Linked DNA regions of Mus musculus: all the other regions are linked to region 2. The links are chromatin contacts, called in public HiCAR-type and promoter capture Hi-C maps. All regions are on one chromosome and are shown on one strand. The core of a region is the stretch at or near the end of the contact, and the rest is flanking DNA. Distances in the headings are between cores, read along the strand shown.

What was found. Promoter capture Hi-C pulls out the DNA fragments that hold promoters and counts their contacts. HiCAR-type assays count read pairs that join an accessible place to other places.
Region 1: a contact with region 2 is called in a promoter capture Hi-C map of liver, with 2.2 times the contacts expected there. The contact joins the enhancer-like site here to the promoter of Dtd2 in region 2. A contact is called at or near these places in 4 of 39 promoter capture datasets (embryonic stem cells, liver, neutrophils and 1 more), 1 of 484 Hi-C or Micro-C datasets (liver), 4 of 115 datasets of contacts at active chromatin or transcription factors (embryonic stem cells and stem cell-derived neural progenitor cells) and 1 of 9 other capture datasets (embryonic stem cells).
Region 3: a contact with region 2 is called in a HiCAR-type map of astrocytes, with 2.7 times the contacts expected there. The contact joins the enhancer-like site here to the promoter of Dtd2 in region 2. A contact is called at or near these places in 7 of 39 promoter capture datasets (the 3T3-L1 cell line, 3T3-L1-derived adipocytes, embryonic stem cells and 2 more), 3 of 484 Hi-C or Micro-C datasets (the C2C12 cell line and embryonic stem cells) and 6 of 115 datasets of contacts at active chromatin or transcription factors (astrocytes, embryonic forebrain, embryonic limb bud and 2 more).
Region 4: a contact with region 2 is called in a promoter capture Hi-C map of liver. The contact joins the enhancer-like site here to the promoter of Dtd2 in region 2. A contact is called at or near these places in 5 of 39 promoter capture datasets (the 3T3-L1 cell line, cranial neural crest, liver and 2 more), 4 of 484 Hi-C or Micro-C datasets (bone marrow-derived macrophages, cerebellum and liver), 8 of 115 datasets of contacts at active chromatin or transcription factors (bone marrow-derived macrophages, embryonic basal ganglia, embryonic hindbrain and 3 more) and 1 of 9 other capture datasets (pancreatic islet).
Region 5: a contact with region 2 is called in a HiCAR-type map of kidney, with 3 times the contacts expected there. The contact joins the enhancer-like site here to the promoter of Dtd2 in region 2. A contact is called at or near these places in 2 of 39 promoter capture datasets (the 3T3-L1 cell line and liver), 2 of 484 Hi-C or Micro-C datasets (liver and nephron progenitors), 4 of 115 datasets of contacts at active chromatin or transcription factors (embryonic stem cells, kidney and stem cell-derived neural progenitor cells) and 1 of 9 other capture datasets (embryonic stem cells).

What each region holds. Positions count from the first base shown.
Region 1 is chr12:52,317,029-52,320,458 of GRCm38.p6, reverse strand. No RefSeq gene overlaps it. Among named protein-coding and RNA genes, the nearest start is that of Gm40423, 43 kb to the left of the region's middle. Within about 2 kb of position 1,843, at least 8 of the 459 cell types and tissues checked have an H3K27ac peak or open chromatin away from gene starts, as enhancers often do. A contact at or near this core is called in liver, where this site is marked.
Region 2 is chr12:52,005,169-52,008,635 of GRCm38.p6, reverse strand. Dtd2 (D-tyrosyl-tRNA deacylase 2) reads left to right here and starts at 2,129. Exons shown (of 3, transcript NM_029545.3): 1 at 2,129-2,261. The coding sequence starts at 2,151.
Region 3 is chr12:52,411,069-52,414,635 of GRCm38.p6, reverse strand. No RefSeq gene overlaps it. Among named protein-coding and RNA genes, the nearest start is that of Gm35071, 34 kb to the left of the region's middle. Within about 2 kb of position 1,400, at least 67 of the 459 cell types and tissues checked have an H3K27ac peak or open chromatin away from gene starts, as enhancers often do. A contact at or near this core is called in astrocytes, embryonic forebrain, embryonic limb bud and 2 more, where this site is marked.
Region 4 is chr12:52,469,980-52,473,678 of GRCm38.p6, reverse strand. No RefSeq gene overlaps it. Among named protein-coding and RNA genes, the nearest start is that of Gm35135, 8.8 kb to the left of the region's middle. Within about 2 kb of position 1,803, at least 6 of the 459 cell types and tissues checked have an H3K27ac peak or open chromatin away from gene starts, as enhancers often do. A contact at or near this core is called in liver, where this site is marked.
Region 5 is chr12:52,438,072-52,441,652 of GRCm38.p6, reverse strand. No RefSeq gene overlaps it. Among named protein-coding and RNA genes, the nearest start is that of Gm35071, 6.5 kb to the left of the region's middle. Within about 2 kb of position 2,227, at least 26 of the 459 cell types and tissues checked have an H3K27ac peak or open chromatin away from gene starts, as enhancers often do. A contact at or near this core is called in kidney, where this site is marked.

The DNA of each region.
Region 1 (3,430 bases), core at 594-3,093, 310 kb before region 2:
CATTTACTGAGAACACATAATAAACAAGTTTTTAAAACAATTCTTTGCTATACATATAATTTTACCATTTAAAGATTTTTAAGGTAAATTTACATATGAATGAGGTGGTGGCTGTATTCATCTATTTTTATAAGAATTATTGGCTGAATATCTGATACTTTGGGACATAGGGCATTGTCTTAGTCACTGCTCTACTGGTGTGAAGATATATCATGACCAAAGCATCTTACAAAAGAAAGCACTTCATCAAGGGCTTGCTTACAGTTGTGGAAGGTTAGTTCATGGCCATCAGGGTGGGAGCATTACAGCAGGCAGGCATGGTGCTGAAGCAATGCTGAGAGCTTACATCTTGAGGCAGCAATAATGAGATAGAGAGGCAGAGATAATGGCAAAGGTTTTGGAAACCTCAAGTTTACCCTAAGTGACACACCTCCTCCAAAAAGGCCACATGTAACCCTTCCCAGAGGGTTTCACCAACTGAGAAACAAGCGTTCAAAAATGACTGTAAGAGTCTCTCATTCAAACCACCATACGCATCTTCAACATTTTTCAGAGTTGATTAATATCTGATTTATAATTGTCAGGGCTAAGGACGACACAGGACACAAGTATGTGGTACAAATTGCATGTGTGTGTTGCGATCCCTTTCAGAAACCACTGGAAATTCTGTCTTAATCTCAAGCCAAAATTCATTCAACTTTTTAAAAATGAAACTTGTCAGCAACTCAAATAGAAATTAAAAAAAATCATTCTAATACGATGTAATCCAAAGAAATAATAACTTGATTCATGCTGAGGAATGATAATGAAGTCTTTGCTCTTTATAAATATTAATGTTTAAGACCAGAAACCTTTGTATGTATAGTAAAATCACTTTAATTTCAGCATATAGCAGTCCAGAATCTGGGCATGATGTTTTGTGCAGCGTATTCTGGCTCTGTGTGGGCAGTGGCATATGCAATGCAAAGTGCACACACCATTCAGAACCAAGACTGCAGTGCAGCACAGGCAAACACGGCTCGAGATGCTCAGGGGTTCGCTACCTACTTGATTTTGAATTAATTTCTGGTCATTGTATGTTCAGGAATCTGTTACCAATTGCCAATGTTTCGCAATACTCACAGTTAGTTATGTGGCCCCATGTGGGGTCATGACCCACGGTTTTTAAGGAGCTGGGTATCTGAGTTCAACAAAGCTTTCAAGCTCTTCTAGGAAACTGAAACTGGTGACTGGGCTTAAATGTTGTTTAAATTAGGAAAATGTTTGAAGTTCTGTGGTCACTATATGCTAAGGAAAAAAATTCTAAGGCAGAGTCTCACTCTGAAGCCTACTGGCCTGGAATGTGCTAGGTAGCCCAGACTAGACTCAAACTTGTGGCAATCTCCTACCTCACCTTTCAAAATACTGAGATTATAGACATAAACCATGAAGCCTTGGTACTGTCTGGAAACTTTAGTCCAAATAATTAAAAAAGCAATAAATGTGAAAATAAGTTGTTGCTCCACATCACACACACTCAAAATAAAATAAATTTCCAGAGACTCTTCTATTTCTACATTGCTGAGGATATTTTTTATATTGTAAATGAAGATTCTTCATCATATGTTTTGGTGATATCTACTGAGATAAACATGGTCTTTTATTTAATTTAATTTGCTGTTTGCATGGATTGGCTTTCAACTATTGGCTAACCTTCTATTCCCATTTAAAAAAAAATGAAAGAAACTCTCGTTTATTGTCTTGGTTTCTTTTCCTGTTGCTGTGATGATAGAGTAACTTGGGGACAAAGGGGTTATTTGGCTCCCGTTCAGGGGAACCAGTCATCGTGCTGAAAGAGTCAAGGTTCAGAAGTGTGAAAAGCCGGTCACAGTGCACCACAGTCGAGGCACAGAGAGCCATAAATGCGTGCTGCTATTCGTGCGGCTTCGCTTTCCTCCTCCATAGGCCAGGAGCCCAGACTGAGAATGGCATACCCACAGGGGGCTGCCTTCCCACTTCAATTAAATGAATGAAGATACTCTCTCACAGGCAGGCCTAGAGGCCGATCTCCCAACTAGATCCTAGTTGAAAATTAATATTAACCATTACTGTCATATGCCTCTATTTGGAGAAGAGATTCCCCTCTGGAATCAACTAAAGATTTTTGCTAAGGTTTATTACAGTTGTTATACTTACTCATCACATTATCATTATTAATTTTTTTATAATGCGTGTACTGGAGGAGAGATTCCACAGTGTAGAGGTGAAAGGTAACTCTGTGGTGTCCGTCCTTTATTTGGGGTCCAGGGATTGAACCCTGGTTGTTAGGCTAGTGAGGCAAGGACTTTACCAGCTGAGCCATCTTTCTGGCCCTGTCCTGTCTACAGAATTTGTGTGTATTAATGAGAAGTATTTGGCTGAATCTGTCTGTGACAGGCTTGAGTGTCAGGTCAATGACAGCTTCATAAACGAGCTAGGATCTGCTCTCTTATCTGCTGTCTGAATCGTTTGTCTAGAACTAGCCCTGTTTTTTCCTTTACTGTTGGGAAGGCTTGCCAGTGAAGGCATCTAGGCCTGAAGTTTGAAGTTGTACTTCTGTAGCTTACACTGGTCAGGTTATTTATTTCTGGAAAGTGCTTTGATCACTTCTTTCACGGTATGGATAGTTCACCAAGTTGCTAGATTTACGGGTGTAAAATTGCTAACAGTTCCTAATGTGTTTTTAATTAACTGTAGGACTTTGGCACCGCCTCACTCGTTCCTGATTGGATGATTTTTGTCCTCTCTTTTCTGATTGGGTGATTTTTGTCCTCTCTCTTCTTAATAAATCTGACTACAGCTTATTGATTTTGTTCATATTTTCAAAATGCCAGCATTTGATCTCAGTATTTCCCCTATAGCTTCTCCTCTCCATTTCACCCCCTCCCCCCCGCCCCGCTTTGGGCTTAATTTGCACTGTCTCTAGGTCACTAAGATAGAAGCTCACTTCCTTGATACATCTGTCTTCCTTTCAAATATAAAGAGTATCATAAATTTCCCTCTGCACCTCACGAAGGTGGATCATGTCTAGTCAGTTCAGCATGCTTTATGAATACGTCTTTCTTCCTTTTGACTCCTGGGGAATTTGGAATTGAGAACAGAATTGTGCTATAGGAGGTTATTCTCCACCGTGATAAGTGTTCGGCTTGTGTAAGAACATAACGCGCATTTTGCTGTTTGGGACCAGAGTGGCCCGTAAGTGCTGAGTTAGTGACTCAGCTCTTTAATGCTCACTGGTGACTTGTTCTTCTCCATTGATGATGGTAAGATGAGAACTGAAATCCTCAACTAGGCAGTTGTGAATCTATTTATCATTAGCTTACCAGACCATGTTTTCTGCATTTGAAGACTGTTTAGAATCATACTATCTTCTCTGCTATAGCACCTTTATTATTACAGAGTGCCTTTCTCC
Region 2 (3,467 bases), core at 880-3,379:
CAAAAACACACTCAACAGGTTATATTCGTATATTTTTACATGCTTAATGTAACTATAATAATCGAAGAAAAAAGTTTATTATTGCAAGTGAGGAAAAATAAAAGAAGTTGGGGGAAGAGACTTGGGAGGGGTTGGGGAAGGAAAGTGATATAACTACATTTGAATTAAAATGTGTATAAATGAAAAGTTAAAATAATTTTTAAAAGTAATTGGTTGCCCCCCAAAAAATGCATTCACATAGCTTATAAACACCCTTCCACAACTATGGAATGATTTGTAGCATTTCTGATATAGGAGTCAGCACTGCTTTGAGTGGATGTGGTGGTTTGGGTATGCTCGGCCCAGGGAGTAGCACCATTAGGAGGTGTGACCTTGTTGGAGTAGGTGTGTCACTGTGGGTGTGGGCTTAAGATCCTCATCCCAGCTGCCTGGGAGTTAGTCTTCCACTAGCAGCCTTCAGATGAAGATGTAGAACTCTCAGCTCTGCCTGCACCATGCCTGCCTAGATGCTGCCATACTCCCATCTTGATGATACTGGACCAAACCTCTGAACCTGTAAGCCAGCCCCAATCAAATGTTGTCCTTTATAATACTTGCCTTGGTCACAGTGTCTGTTCATAACAGTAAAACCCTAAGACTGTGGGCAAGATATATTTTGAAAGATTTCTAACTTTTAATTCAGTGTTTCTAAGCTTTGCTAAAGCTGCAACCCAGTTCCTCAGGTTGTCATAACCCCCAACCATAAAATGACCTTTTTTTGGGGGGGGGAGGGGGTTGAGACAGGGTTTCTCTGTATATCCCTGGCTGTCCTGGAACTCACTCTGTAGACCAGACTGGTCTCGAACTCAGAAATCCGCCTGCCTCTGCCTCTGGAGTGCTGGGATCAAAGGTGTGTGCCACCACTGCCCAGCTATAAAATGATTTTCATTGCTACTTTATCACTGTAATTTTGCTACTGTTATAAATAAAATGTAAATCTCTGTGTTTCCCAATAGTCTTTGTAAGACACCGAAGCTGGGCCGCCACTCAAGTCCCGGGATGAGCTGGCCAGCACCCCAGTGACCCGAGAGAAAACCACACCTGATGCAAACTGCAAGAGGTTTTATTATCAGTTAGCTGAGGACAAAGTCCCTCTGCCATGCAGGGCAGGGGAGTTTGACCCTGAGCAGTGACAGTAGGGGGCTTTTAACAGCTAGCTGAGGAATTGGGAGGAGTTGGGAGGAGAGTTGGGAGGAGTTGAGAAGAGTTGGGAGGAGTTGAGAAGAGTTGGGAGGAGTTGGAAGGAGTTGGGAGGAGAGTTCTTCTCTTCCAGGTGTCCTTGGTGAAATTTACAAGGCAGGAGTGAGGAGTGAGTTCTTTCTGAATTTTTATCTCCCGTGTCCTCGGCACAGGAAGGCAGGCATCTCTGGTTGTAAAGTATAGAAACAAAAAGGCTTTTTGCTGGCTATAGTGAACAAAGAGCTTCTTTCTGGCTGTATTTTTAGAGATCAGGGAAAACAAGCTTGGGGAACGTCCCAGGGGCTTTACCTTCCAGGGAGAAATGCTCTAAATCGGGGTCCCACATCTTAGGTGCTCCCTTCTATAGTTGCATCTGTCCCCCACCCACAGGTTAAGTTCCCTCTCTGCCTGCTTTGAGATCAATTGATCTCATTCTAGTTATGTCTTTATAATAAATATAGAATGGATTTAACTCTGACTTACATTCTTTCCAATACCTGGAAACCTAAGCTTTCTGAAATGAAAAATATTTCTTCAAAAGCTATGAAGCAGGTAGCAGAGCAGGATGGGGTGGGGTGGGGCTGTGGGCGGGCACACATGTAATTCCTGCAATTGGGAGAAGGAGTTCAGTTCAAGGTCAGCCTCAGCTATGTGGTTATTGCGACCAACCCCGACTCTATGAGACCCTACCTCCAAAAACAAAACTAAAAACGAGGCATTCGAGGATGAGATTAGGTTAAAGAAGGAGGGAGAGAAGGAGAGACAGAGATCTCTAAACAAAAACCCTCCAAGAGACTGAAGCTTCAAAGCTCCAAAGCTGGTCAATTCCACATCCGGGACTCCGGAGAGCCAGGCGGAGGCCCCGCCCACTTAGGTGGGGCCACGAGCAGTGGGAGGCGCCTACCCGAGCATGCGCAGTGCGGACCCGCGCCATGGCGGACGGTGGTCGTGTGGCCCAGGCTCGTGCGCTCCTGCAGCAGTGCCTGCACGCTCGCCTGCAAGTGCGCCCGGCCGATGGAGACGCCGCGGCGCAGTGGGTGGAGGTAACGCCCGGCCCTATCCGCGGAACCGTGCCGGTCTTCCTGTCATCTTTCGTGAGATGAAGAGCTTGTCCCTTTCCGTCTGCCCACTTTAGTGGGCTGCCTAGCTGTCTCTTTGGACTTGGCGTCTGGTGGTGGCCTGTGCCCCACTGGTTCGCTCTGCAGCTCTCAGCCTGCGGATGATCTTTCTGCCTTAGTATATTAAGTGTTGAGGTAACAGCGTGAGCCATCTCGCTTCTCAGAATTTTCAGGGAATCTCACCGCCAGTAGATCCTTAGATTCCATTATCCCGCAATGCGGGGCTGCTCACCACCACCTGTAACTCCAGCTCGGTCGGATCTGATGGCCTCCTCTAGGCGGGACAGACACCTGCCGTTGTACACAGACACACAAGTGCACATAGTTAAACAAAAATCTTTTCCCAGGTAATTCAAGTATGAGTGCAGAGCTAGCTATATTTACACAGAAAACCATTAGAACCAGAAAGATATAGCTGAACGTAATGTCGCTAACAGTTAAATTGAGTCTCAAACATGTATAAAGCTTTGGAAGTTAAAGCATGAAATATAACTGTGTGTCTGCCTTCCCATTTATTTTTATGTAGCATTTGATAAACACCTGGGTTGTATTTACTGTGAGCTCAGCGCTGTTTTAAGCAGTTTGCAGTTATTAATTCATTTAATCTTTGTGGTGGCTTCTGAATCAAGTGAGCCAAGGAAATTAACATACAATCGATTCCCTCAGTGGTAGCAACGAAGTCATTTATCACTTGTTTATTTTCTTGTAGACTGTCTTACAGGAACTAGTAAACAAATATTCAAGTCATTATGTAAAATGAGAAGGTGTATATTCCTGATAACAACCAACCTTTTCCTACAGAACTTATCATAAATGTAATTTTCAAAGCCCAATCATTGGGTTTTCTTCAGGCATTGACCACGGTAACAGAAAAAGCAACTGAACAGTTCCTGGAATTTGTAAAAATAAGACAAGACCCCATGTAGAAATACCACTCTGTTTAAATGACTTAGGGGAAAATACAAAGTAACATCAGAGGACACTACTAACACTGTTGCTTATTCAACAGCCCCATGTGGGAAAAGGAGGATCATTTGATGTTGAATAAATCAGCCTGTAACTTTCTGTGGGCCTGGCAGAATTTGGGGGAGGCTGTCTGAAAACTGCTGGCTCAGTAGAAATAAATGCAGG
Region 3 (3,567 bases), core at 151-2,650, 410 kb before region 2:
TTCTTTTAGTTACTTGGGATACTGGGCAGGTTGTACCATCATCACCTGCATTCCCTCAGGTTCTGTATTCTGCCAAAAAAAAAAAAACAAAACGCAATCATGTCACTCAGACCATCCCTCACCTGAAGACCCCTGCTTTCTTAGTTGTCTTAGTCAGGGTTTCTATTCATGCACAAACATCATGACCAAGATGCAAGTTGGGGAGGAAAGGATTTATTCAGCTTACACTTTCTACATTGCTGTTGATCACTAATGGAAGTCAGGACTGGAACTCAAGCAGGTCAGGAAGCAGGAGCTGATGCAGAGGCCATGGAGGGATGTTCCTTACTGGCTTGCTCCCCCTGGCTTGCTCAGCTTGCTCTCTTATAGAAGCCAAGACTACCAGCCCAGGGATGGCACCACCCACAAGGGACCCTCCCCGCTTGATCACTAGTTGAGAAAATGTCTTACAACTGGATTTCATGGAGGCATTTCCTTACCTGAAGCTCCTTTCTCTGTGATAACCCCAGCCTGTGTCAAGTTTACACATAAAACCAGCCAGTACACTAGTTGTCAAGTAGTCACACACAACATGCCATGGTCTATGTTCCACGAGAGCTAGCTCTGCTCAGTCATAAAGGGTAAGTATATATGAATTGCCAGTAATGATGAATAACTGCGTGGTACGTTTTATAATACTTGCTTTACTGAGATGAGTTTTACGTATAAAGGTAATGGCAGCAAAGCCTACTTCTACCCTTTAAAAGCCCTAGAATCCTCAACAGTGAGCAGGGAAATGCCTAAGGAATTCGTGAGGGGAGGCCTTCAGAAGACATAGCCAGAACATTCTTGGAACTTCTCTCTGGACCTGGCAGTAAGGTTTCCAAGCACAAACAAAGAGTCTCTCTTCAGAGTATTCTCCTCCTCAGGTCGATTTCTAAAGTGTGTGTGTGTGTGTGTGTGTGTGTGTGTGTGTGTGTGTGTGTATGTGTGTGTGTATGTGTGTGTGGCATCTCATAGGAGAGTGAAAAATGACTGTATTTCCTGTCCCTTCTTTCAAACCTGTAGGATCCATTTCCTGGTATGGAGCAGTTGGCTACAGTATTTTTCTACCAGTCAGTTTTCAAAGGGGAAATTCCCTTTACATTTTAAAAAAAGAAGCCGAGCTCTTGTTTGTCCACGTCTCTGTCCCTGTCTAGTCAGAATGATGTAGAAATAAAATAAATGAAACCTCTGTGACTTACAGTGACCTCCGGGCAGTGCCGCCTTCCCCCCTGGGCCAGTGAGTCTGTTTGCACAGCTGATTTGAGATGAAGAGTGGGGTGGTGTGAACAAGCCGTACCCTCTGCCCTGATGAATATTCTCTGAGCTGAGTCTGACCGCCCTCGAAATTCTTCACAGATTCAAGAGGGAAGGCATTAGGCTTCTAACCGGCCTGGATCGGGTTTCCATAGTAGCTTGGTCAGACAACAGACCTTTTCCCAAGAGTTAGGCAGAGCTTGTCAATAATGCTGGTGGGGAAAACAAAGCCAACAATGGGGGCTTGTTTGGTTTCCGCTGAGTCATGAAAATCATGTGCTAAGACCATCTTTGGAGAAAGACCTGATTGGTAAAACAACAGCCACTCAAACTTGGAAAGAGTTTCTGAAAGGAAATGTTAGTCCCTGAATTCTGAAAAGCATTCAAGGCAGTGAGAGGTTCAGGGGGAAGGAAAGAGTGTGATGCTATTCTTCTCAATCTCGTAAACCAGGTTAAAAACGAACTCATTATCGTGATTTATAGCAGGGACTCGTTCTTTTAAGTCCCAATGGGCTATCTGTCTGGCATCATGGTCCAGTCTGTATGATTCATTTTTTTTTTAAAAAGCCAGTCTGGGCAGACCATTAAAAAGTAGAACAATTAATTACTTTTATGATACGTGCTTGCCTCCTTGCCCCTAGCTTTTGCTTTCATGGCAAGCATTAGCACCGGTGCAGCAAAGCCTGATATTTCTGCCCCACCATGTCTGACGCTCTCTGCCCATAAGCACAGACCACGCACGCAGAACCTGCAAAACCGCAGCCTCTATTCCACTGATATTTCCTATCAACACTTAACACTATTCGAGTCTGGTGTGGACAACACTCCCTGTCTTCTACGCTAGGATCCAGGCACAGCAAGAGATTGTTCAGCCTCAGCTGTCCTGCCATTAGACCAAATGCCACCATTCACACCACCCCCACCCCCACTCAATGAGAAAGCATTGCTGAGGACAAGGCTGGCTTCTGTGGGGCTTTCTCAGGAGGTCAGTGAGGGGGAGTGTGGCTACAGGGTGGGTGAGGAGCTTGTGAGAGCCTCCTGACTCCACCTCCCTTCAAAGGAAGGCCAGGTGCTAAGTTACAGCCAGGCCGGCTTTCATTTCTTCACCAACTTCTTGCCTCGGGATTTACTTCACAATCACAGAAAGAGTGGGAGATTGCTTCTCTCTTCAGAAGTCCTATTGTTGACTATGATTATTATGGCAACAATCGCTGGGTGGATTTTCATTCTTTGATGTTTTGCCACAACGAAGAAATCAAATCCTCTTATGAGTATGATCTCATTAGTTTCTGTAATGATATTTTTGAGAAGAAGTAAGGGCTAAGACCTTCAATACTGTCTACGGATTGGAGAAATGAAGCAAGAGGCTGGGAGGCCGCAAAGGAATTAGTCAAACTAGAATTAAGAGCCAGTGTTGTGGTCCTCATTTAGTGCTGCAGTGACCCTAACATGGTTGTACCCCTGAGAACCCCTGCATGGGGGGCGTGCAGAGGATCAGCTAGGGACATGGGGAAGTATAACTGATTCCATGGGTTTTTAACAGCATGCGTTTGTAAGTTTTAACTGCATCTCTTTGCCTTGCCTAATATACAAACCTGAGGCAGTCAGCATCCTATGGTTGTGACAAAATGCCCAAGAAAGGTAACTTAGATACAGAGAGATTTAGCTTCCTTGTATTTTCAGAGGTCTTAGTGGGGTCACTTGGGCCTGTGGGCAAGTAGGATTTTATGGTGGAAGGATTTCAGTCGAAGCAAACTGCTTATTCCATAGCAGCCAGAACACATGAAAACACAGAGAGAGAAAGAGAGGGGGAGGGAGGAGGAGGAGGGGGAGGAGGAAGAGGAGGAGGAGAAAAGAAGGAGAAGAAGAAGAAGAAGAAGAAGAAGAAGAAGAAGAAGAAGAAGAAGAAGAAGAAAGAAAACAGTAGCATCAGCAGCTTGGGAAGAAAAGGGATTGGAGACACAGCTTACCTTTCAACGGAGACTCTCAGCGGACTTGCTTCCTCTAGGCCCCATCACTTCAAGTTTCCACCACCTCTCTCTATTCCGTTCAGCTACAAAACCATGGCTGGGCCCATCTCCAAGGTCCTACCTTAGAACACCTCTGCAAAAAGGCCAAGTCTTTAGTACATGAGTATTGCATGACTAAACCATAACTAAAAATGAGAAAATAAGGACATAGTACTCTAAAGCTGTGGAGGACGAGATAGCCCGGCATTTACACAGGAGGCAAACAGAGAGCAGTGGTGTGGGGGGATAGAATGCAAATCAAAGTAAGAGATATTTTTTT
Region 4 (3,699 bases), core at 554-3,053, 470 kb before region 2:
TCTGCTAAAGATGCAAATTTTTTTTTCAGGGTTTATCAGCTAATTAGAACAGTTGGTTTGTGTGGGCTGGAAATTTCTCATTTCTCAGCCCAGATTTTGAATCTACTGAACTTGAAATAAAATACATATAACTGTCTACTCCTACAGCAAAAGAAACATAGAAAAGAGAAAGGCAAATATGCTGAAGTGTGTGTGTGTGTGTGTGTGTATGTGTGTGTGTGTGTTCCTATGAGGGTCAGAAGAGTTTGTTAGATACCCTAGAACTAGAGATACAGGTAGTTATGAGTTGCCCAATATAGGTGTTTGTAAGCTTAGGTCCTCTGGAAGAACAGCAAGTGCTCTTAACCACACAGCCATCTTTCCAGCTTCACAAGCTTTTATTATAAACATCTATTTCTTCTAGATTTAAGAAAATATGAATTTTGAAAAAATTGCCAATCAGTGTATATATAAATTACTATATTATCTTCTTTAAGTACACACAACAAATCAAATACAACACATATAATAAGATAGCATATCATGACAAAGATTTATCCTAGGAATACTAGACTGGCTGAATACTGAAAAATCTATCGATAGATATGCTCATCTCAATATTTATGCACAATGCTTTCAGTAACCAATAAATGAATAAATGAATGAATAAATAAAATGTCTCTAGGCAATAAAGAGCACCTACACTAGACCTTGAGCTAGAATCATATTAAATGCTGAAAGAAAAGACTTTTTTCTCCCTATAAGCAAGAATATGATAAGGAAGTCTGTTCTCACCACTCCACTTAGCATCCTACTGAAGGTCTTAGCAAACACACAACAGTAGACAATAAAAATGCAGATGAATAGAAAATAAGTAAAATGTTCTCTGATTAAAGATAAATGGAGGGTAACAACAACATTAGTTATTAGGGTAATGCTTATTAAAACTATACTTACATACAGCTACATACTCATTACAGAAGTTTAAAGCACAGATAAAGTACTAGTTGGTGTGAGGAGCAATGGAACCCTGTTGGTTGTGGTGGAAAAAAATGTTGGTGGACCCACTGTTGGGGCTGGGACTAAGACCTTGGAGAGGGGCTGAAGATAAAGCCATGAATGTCAATTTTGACAACAAAGTAACTGTGTGTCAAAGTAACAACCCCAAAGTATGAAAGTTCTCTAGGTCCCTGATGTACATATAAAGAGTGAGCTGGCACACACGGATAAAAACAGAGAAAACTGGAACGGTGTATACCAACATATGAACATCAATCATCGCCTTAATGTGTATTTCAGCAGACTAAATCTGCTTCCCAGTCTCTTTCTGAGATTTTAAAATAATCCCGGATTAGCCTGTGTGGTGGTTTGAATAGGACCCATAGGGAGTGGCACTGTTGGGAGGTGTGGCCTTGTTGGAGGAAGTGCGTCACTGTAGGGGGTGGGCTTTCAGACCATCCTCCTAGCTGCTTTCAAGACAGTCTTCTATCTAAGACAGCCTGCATTGCTTTTGTTTTTTGTTTTTTGGTTTTTTTTTAGAAGAAAAGAAAGTCATTTTGTTTCTATCTGTTCATGTGAGTTCATAGACCTGGTCAAGAGTGCAAGTGCTTTTCAGAGGCCTCTAGATTCCAGACTTGCTCCACTCGTGGGTTCTCCCTCCCTTTATTCTCTGTAAGAGTTTCAGCAAGGCAGTCCTCACTTTAAAAGCTGGGTTGATTGACTAACGCCTACTCTGTTGTTTCTCTGGTCTAGTTCTGACTTAATAAGCCTGGCCCAAAGCTGACTGAACTGTTATTACAAGCCAGGAACTGTTAGGAGCTCTGCAGAATTTCTTTCACAATCCTAGAACTTTTGGATGATGCACCTTTCAGCTCTCAATTTAGAGATGATCACGGCCATCAACTAAAGTTGCGTAAATCCAGCATCCAGATTCCTAACCATCTTGGTGAAGCGAGCTGTTGGGAAACCTGGCATCTGAAAGAAAGCTGTCTTCTAAAGTCCTAAAGCTTGGCTTGCTGCTTGTTAGTTGTATAATATCAGAAACATTGATTAGCCTCCCTGAACCTGTTCTTACCTCTTTGCCTGTCATAGGGACTTTCAATTCACACCAAGGGGACTGCCTACCTGCTCAGTAACAGAACCAGGTTCTTCTTGCTTCTAGTTCACTGCTCTCTGATTCCCTCACCCAAGTATATCTTCCCTTCTCTTTTCATCTTCTCGTCCTCTATCCAATGAGACTCAGCCTAAGACTCAGGATCTAAAAGAATAGATGATCACTAATAATTCTACGGACATTTATTTTACCACCAGTTAAGATATATGGTTACTTACATTTTAATTATCCTTTGCTTTATTGGGTTTAGTTATTTGTTTCTCAAGACATGGTCTAACTCTGTAGCTCAGGCTAGTCTCAAATTGTGGCAATCTTCTTGCCCCAGCATCCCAAATTAGGAGAACTATAGGCATGTACCAACTTGCCATTTGATTATTTTTAAATGTAAGTGAATCGGATAAAATGAAGTTTAAAATGATGCTTTTCATTTGCACTAGCCATTTTCAGGGTTGGACAGCACCAACATAGACTGTATCGTTTACCTTCCAACGAATATGGAAGCCCAATAGTATCCAACAGTGACAGCATAGGAGAAACTCAGATTAGTACTGTTTTGCCTTGACGAGTCATTATTTGATGAGAAAAATAACATGAACCTAAGCTCTGAAATACTGATTAAACTATACATGCAATTGTAACTTTAGTTGCAAAAGATCAAATTTCTAAAGAGCCAGACCATTTCCACCTTTCAAAAAAGAGAAACAAAACAATTATTCTGCCAGTGATATCTTCAGGTGATGTCTTCTGTGACACATGCAATTACACAGGATCTTAGATGTGGAAATGCCTATGTGAACTACTCTCCTGCAAACCTTCCCTAAAATCATGCTCTAATAAGATGTCAGTGTGCCTGGCAAACATTGCCCAGCAACCTGCAGTATCGCAGTAGAGGTCAAATGAACTTGTTTACCTAATTGCAAAGGTGCTGAAGGTCAAGTGATTTAGCCAAGGTTACCTTGCAGCGTTACTACAGGATCCAAGCGTCCTTGGACACCTGAGCCTCTACATTAGCCCCTCTTCATGAAGTACTGAAGCTCAAACCCCTCCCATACCCTTAGGACATTTTATACCCACTAATGATACCACTTATTCTGAGTGCCTACAATTTGAAAGCTCTCTGCAAAAGTGGAAGCGGAGGCCAATGAAACCCCCCTAACTCTGTCACATAAACAGCTCTGGGCCACTTGAGTTGCTGCAGACAGGAAAGGACTCACACACAGTAAAACCAGGCCAGGCTTCTACCATTCCACTAACTCTGCTGCAGGCAAGCATATTGCTAAGCAATTGCATAAAATTGGTAAATCTGCATTACTACCCCCATCCCCACCATATGCTAAGAGGTTTCTCCAAATGATAACACACACAAAAATCCATATCTCAGACAGGAGGGAGCTAGGAGGGTGGCTTCGGGGATATGAGGATTGAGATGCTCATACAAGATAAATTGCTTTTTGATAATTAGATTTGAGGCAATTTTTTTCCTCTTCTGACTCCATTGTTTAGTATAATTCAGAAAGGACTTAAAATTCCAAGGAGACAAATGTCTTCTCGACGTGCTCAATCTCTTTACAATTATATCCGAGATAACTCAACGAGAAATTTCGTGA
Region 5 (3,581 bases), core at 978-3,477, 430 kb before region 2:
GTTGCCCCACATAGGTGCCTAGTGGGTGCCTATGCCTTTGTGTCAACAGGGAAGCCTCATGAGAATCTAGGAGATTTTGAGGTAGTTATGAGGCTGCATAGCATCAGGGTCTACCTGTGTGACACCAACTGAGGCCCATGGTGAGCTGGTCAAAGCTTTCAGAGCCAGAAGGAAACAAGTGAGGCTGAGAAGACCAGAAAAGAAACAAGGATAAGATCTGCCACTCCTGAATTCGTTTTCACAGAGGAGTGGGCCAACCGTCCCCAGGCTTAGGGATCAATGTGGCAATTCTGTCCCCAGTATGGCATTTTAATGGCTCATGGGACTCTGTCTTCATCACCCCCTTTCCACAGTCCCACACTGTTGGTATTCTTGAGGCCCTGCTGAGGCTTTCAGAAGTGTTTGTGAGTCCTCTGGGACTGCGTTCATTGTGACAAGGCTTCCTTGTGTACCCTGTCCTGATATGCCCGCCCCTCCAGGCTTATAATACCTCGACTCCAATGCTCTGCTGTAGGTAGTGCCTGAGTCACCGTGCAAAGCGCTGTACTGAAGGAAGTGGTGCCTTCCTGGAGTTGTGCTCTTTAGGGGAGAAGACTTGTTCTGCGGGGGAGTTGCTTGGGCTCTGCGTGTTGCAGTGTTGGTGGTACTGTTTTTCCAGGCTTATTTATTCTTCTCTCTAGGGCTAGCATAAGACACCAAGATAATTGGGCCAGGATGGGTTCAAATAACAGCCTCTGTGCTGAACCAAGGCTCATTACTCCTTTTGATCCTTAAGGCCTGTTGCTAAGCCCAGCTTGCTATGCCAGAATTATTCTTCCCTTAAGAATAAATTTTCTCCCAGGGACCGCATAGCTCTTGCAGTTTTGTATTGGAGAGATATTTCTCCCTCAAATCTCTTTCTCCCAGTTTCCTAGAAGACTTGGTATAAATTTCTTGTGCAAAGGTTGCTGAGATGCCTGTCAACCAGAACTACTGAGGACTGGGGTTGCTGCTACCACAGTACCCCACTGACAGATTACAGCCATTCCTGATTATCGGTTCTCATCCAGCCTAGGAAAGGAAAATTGAGAAGCCCCTATGACCACCACCACAGACACACACCAGGTTAGTGACTTAAAGGCTAATGTTGAAGGCACTAAAGAAAAGAAAATAACCCTCTTGCATAATGTTTCCAATACTTTTATCCACACATTTTCCTCATTGTGATGATTCTGATGATCAAATTCTAACTGGCTTCTTAGGTACCCCTCAAGTTAAAGTATCTGGGCTTTTGCAATACACAGAGACCAGAAAGCTGATAATAAATATCCCTGGGGAATCAGAGATGCAAACATGAACATCTACCCTAACACATTCCAAACTTTGGGCTCCAGTCATCACCCCCAGTCCCTGCATCTCAGGACATGGAATGCAATGGATGGGCCTACCACAAAGGGAGAGCTTAGCATCCTCTCCAAAGCTCTTATGGATCACACACCTTGTCTTTTCAGACTTTTGGTAGAAATTCTGCTTTACAATGTCACTGCCCCCCTGGACAGAGGATATGGGATATTATTTTAGCCATGATTCAAGTTAGCCATTGCAAACTTGGCTGAAATAAGGAAGGGTTGCTACGTCAGGTATGCCCAGCCTAGACTAGCAGCCTTCCACTGAAGAAGTCATACAAAGGCTCACTTTGATATGCATGTGCAGGTCAGTTCCTGGGACAGGTTCCAACATGCTGCTCATGTTGATTTACTGGGCTGTCATCTTGTGTGGGTTTCTTAAGTGCAGTGGTCTTAATTGTTACTATCTTTAGACCACACGGAGGGCACAGATGGTACTAAACACGCTTGTTAAATACCTGTGTGACCAAATTACTCTTAGAAATCATGGTCTGAATTCGGTGGCACAGCTAGGATGTGTGTGTTTTCCTAGGGCAGTAGAACAGTTTTCATGGTAGGAAACGTTTTTTGAAAGAACTGATGTGTAACTCACTGACATTGATGGATATGAACTAACATGGGTCAGAAGTCTAGTGTCCAAAGACAGTTAAAGGATATAGTGTATTCATTCTCTTTGACATTTCACCTGTACATACTTATATGCCTTAGTAAGTTGTCTTAGTAAAGCTGATGGGAATTCTCCATATTAAAAAAAAATCGGCCCAAATAAATGCACTGAGTCACCCAAGGTCACACATTAGCTAGTAGCAGATCCTGGATGAGAGCCCAGATGTCTAAACTCCTGCTAGGCATTTCTGCTTGTCCTTCTTGTTTCATAACCAGGCTTTCTCCTTAGCTGTGTTTTTGCTACCATACCATATGAATGCCTCCTTCTTTTGGTCCTGAAGTCTACTATGTCAGAGGCAAGCCAGTTTCATTCCTTGAGAAAGTCATCTGAATACTGTATTTGTATCACTGGATTGCTGTCACTCTTGGGCTCAGTGACATTTCTAATGAGCCAGTGGATATATTGCTGTCTGAACGATTTCCAAGTCAGCAGCTACCTCTCCACTGCCTCACTATGCTAATTTAAAAGGGAGCAGTATTACTGAGTCTCTCTTCTCTTTGCCCTTGCTCTGTCCCTCCGTCGCCTCTCGCCCCTCTATCTGAATCCATGCAGCCCTGGATGGCCTTGAACTCCTGGCAGCCCTCATGCTTCAGCCCTCTGAGTGCTAGGATCACAGGTGTGAGCCCACCATTCTTGGCTTCTCTCCTCTCCCTGTTGCCTTCCTCCTTTCTTTTCTCCCACCCCTGGATTTTTTGTTGTTGTATTCAAAGGGCTGGAAAGGAGCCTGAGAAGCCATGTAGCTCCTTCTCCTCACACATGGCCACAGCCTTACTGCTAGCAAAGTTAGCTGTTGGCACAGAGGAGTCCTCTCTCAGGAGTGCCTTTAGATGCCTGAGCCCCAAGAACAGACAGCATACGTAAGCACAGCGTGGGTATATAAGGGCCCCATGAGGAACCCCAGTCCTGGAGCCCAGGGAAGGCAGTGCAGATGGAGAAGGCTGGCAAGCTGACCAGCAGCCACATTTTTAACGCCCAGTGTTAAGTGCTTACGTGTGGGATCTTTATCTAGGAGCTTTTCCTAGAAAACACTTTCCCATCAGAACCAGGCTTCTAAAGGAACGCACAGACTAATCACTCCATCTTCTCCAGAAGTACTTCCTATCCTAACCATTCATACAAAAGGCTTCTCCCTGAACACAGAATAGGTCAACTCTAGTAGAGAGTTACAGTCTATATCACTGTTGGACCTTAGCTTTCTCTAGGCCCAGTCATTACCCCAAGAGGATCAGCTACCCCCTCACCATCAGCTACCACTGCAAAATCATCCAGTAGACCTAAAAGGAGAGCATCCTATGTGCTGAGCTCTAGAAGATAAAGGCATAAACTCTTGTACTTGGGAGACTATGACCAAGTAGGGAATGTTATTATTGATGATAATAGAAATGGCTATACCCTTTACTAAATAATTTTATCTCTCAGCAATACTAGAGCATTATCATTATTCACAAAGAAGCTGAAGCTTCTGTGTGGCCCAAGGTCACACAGATGATTAGTGATAGAACACATGTCCTTTCTCCAAAGATCACAGG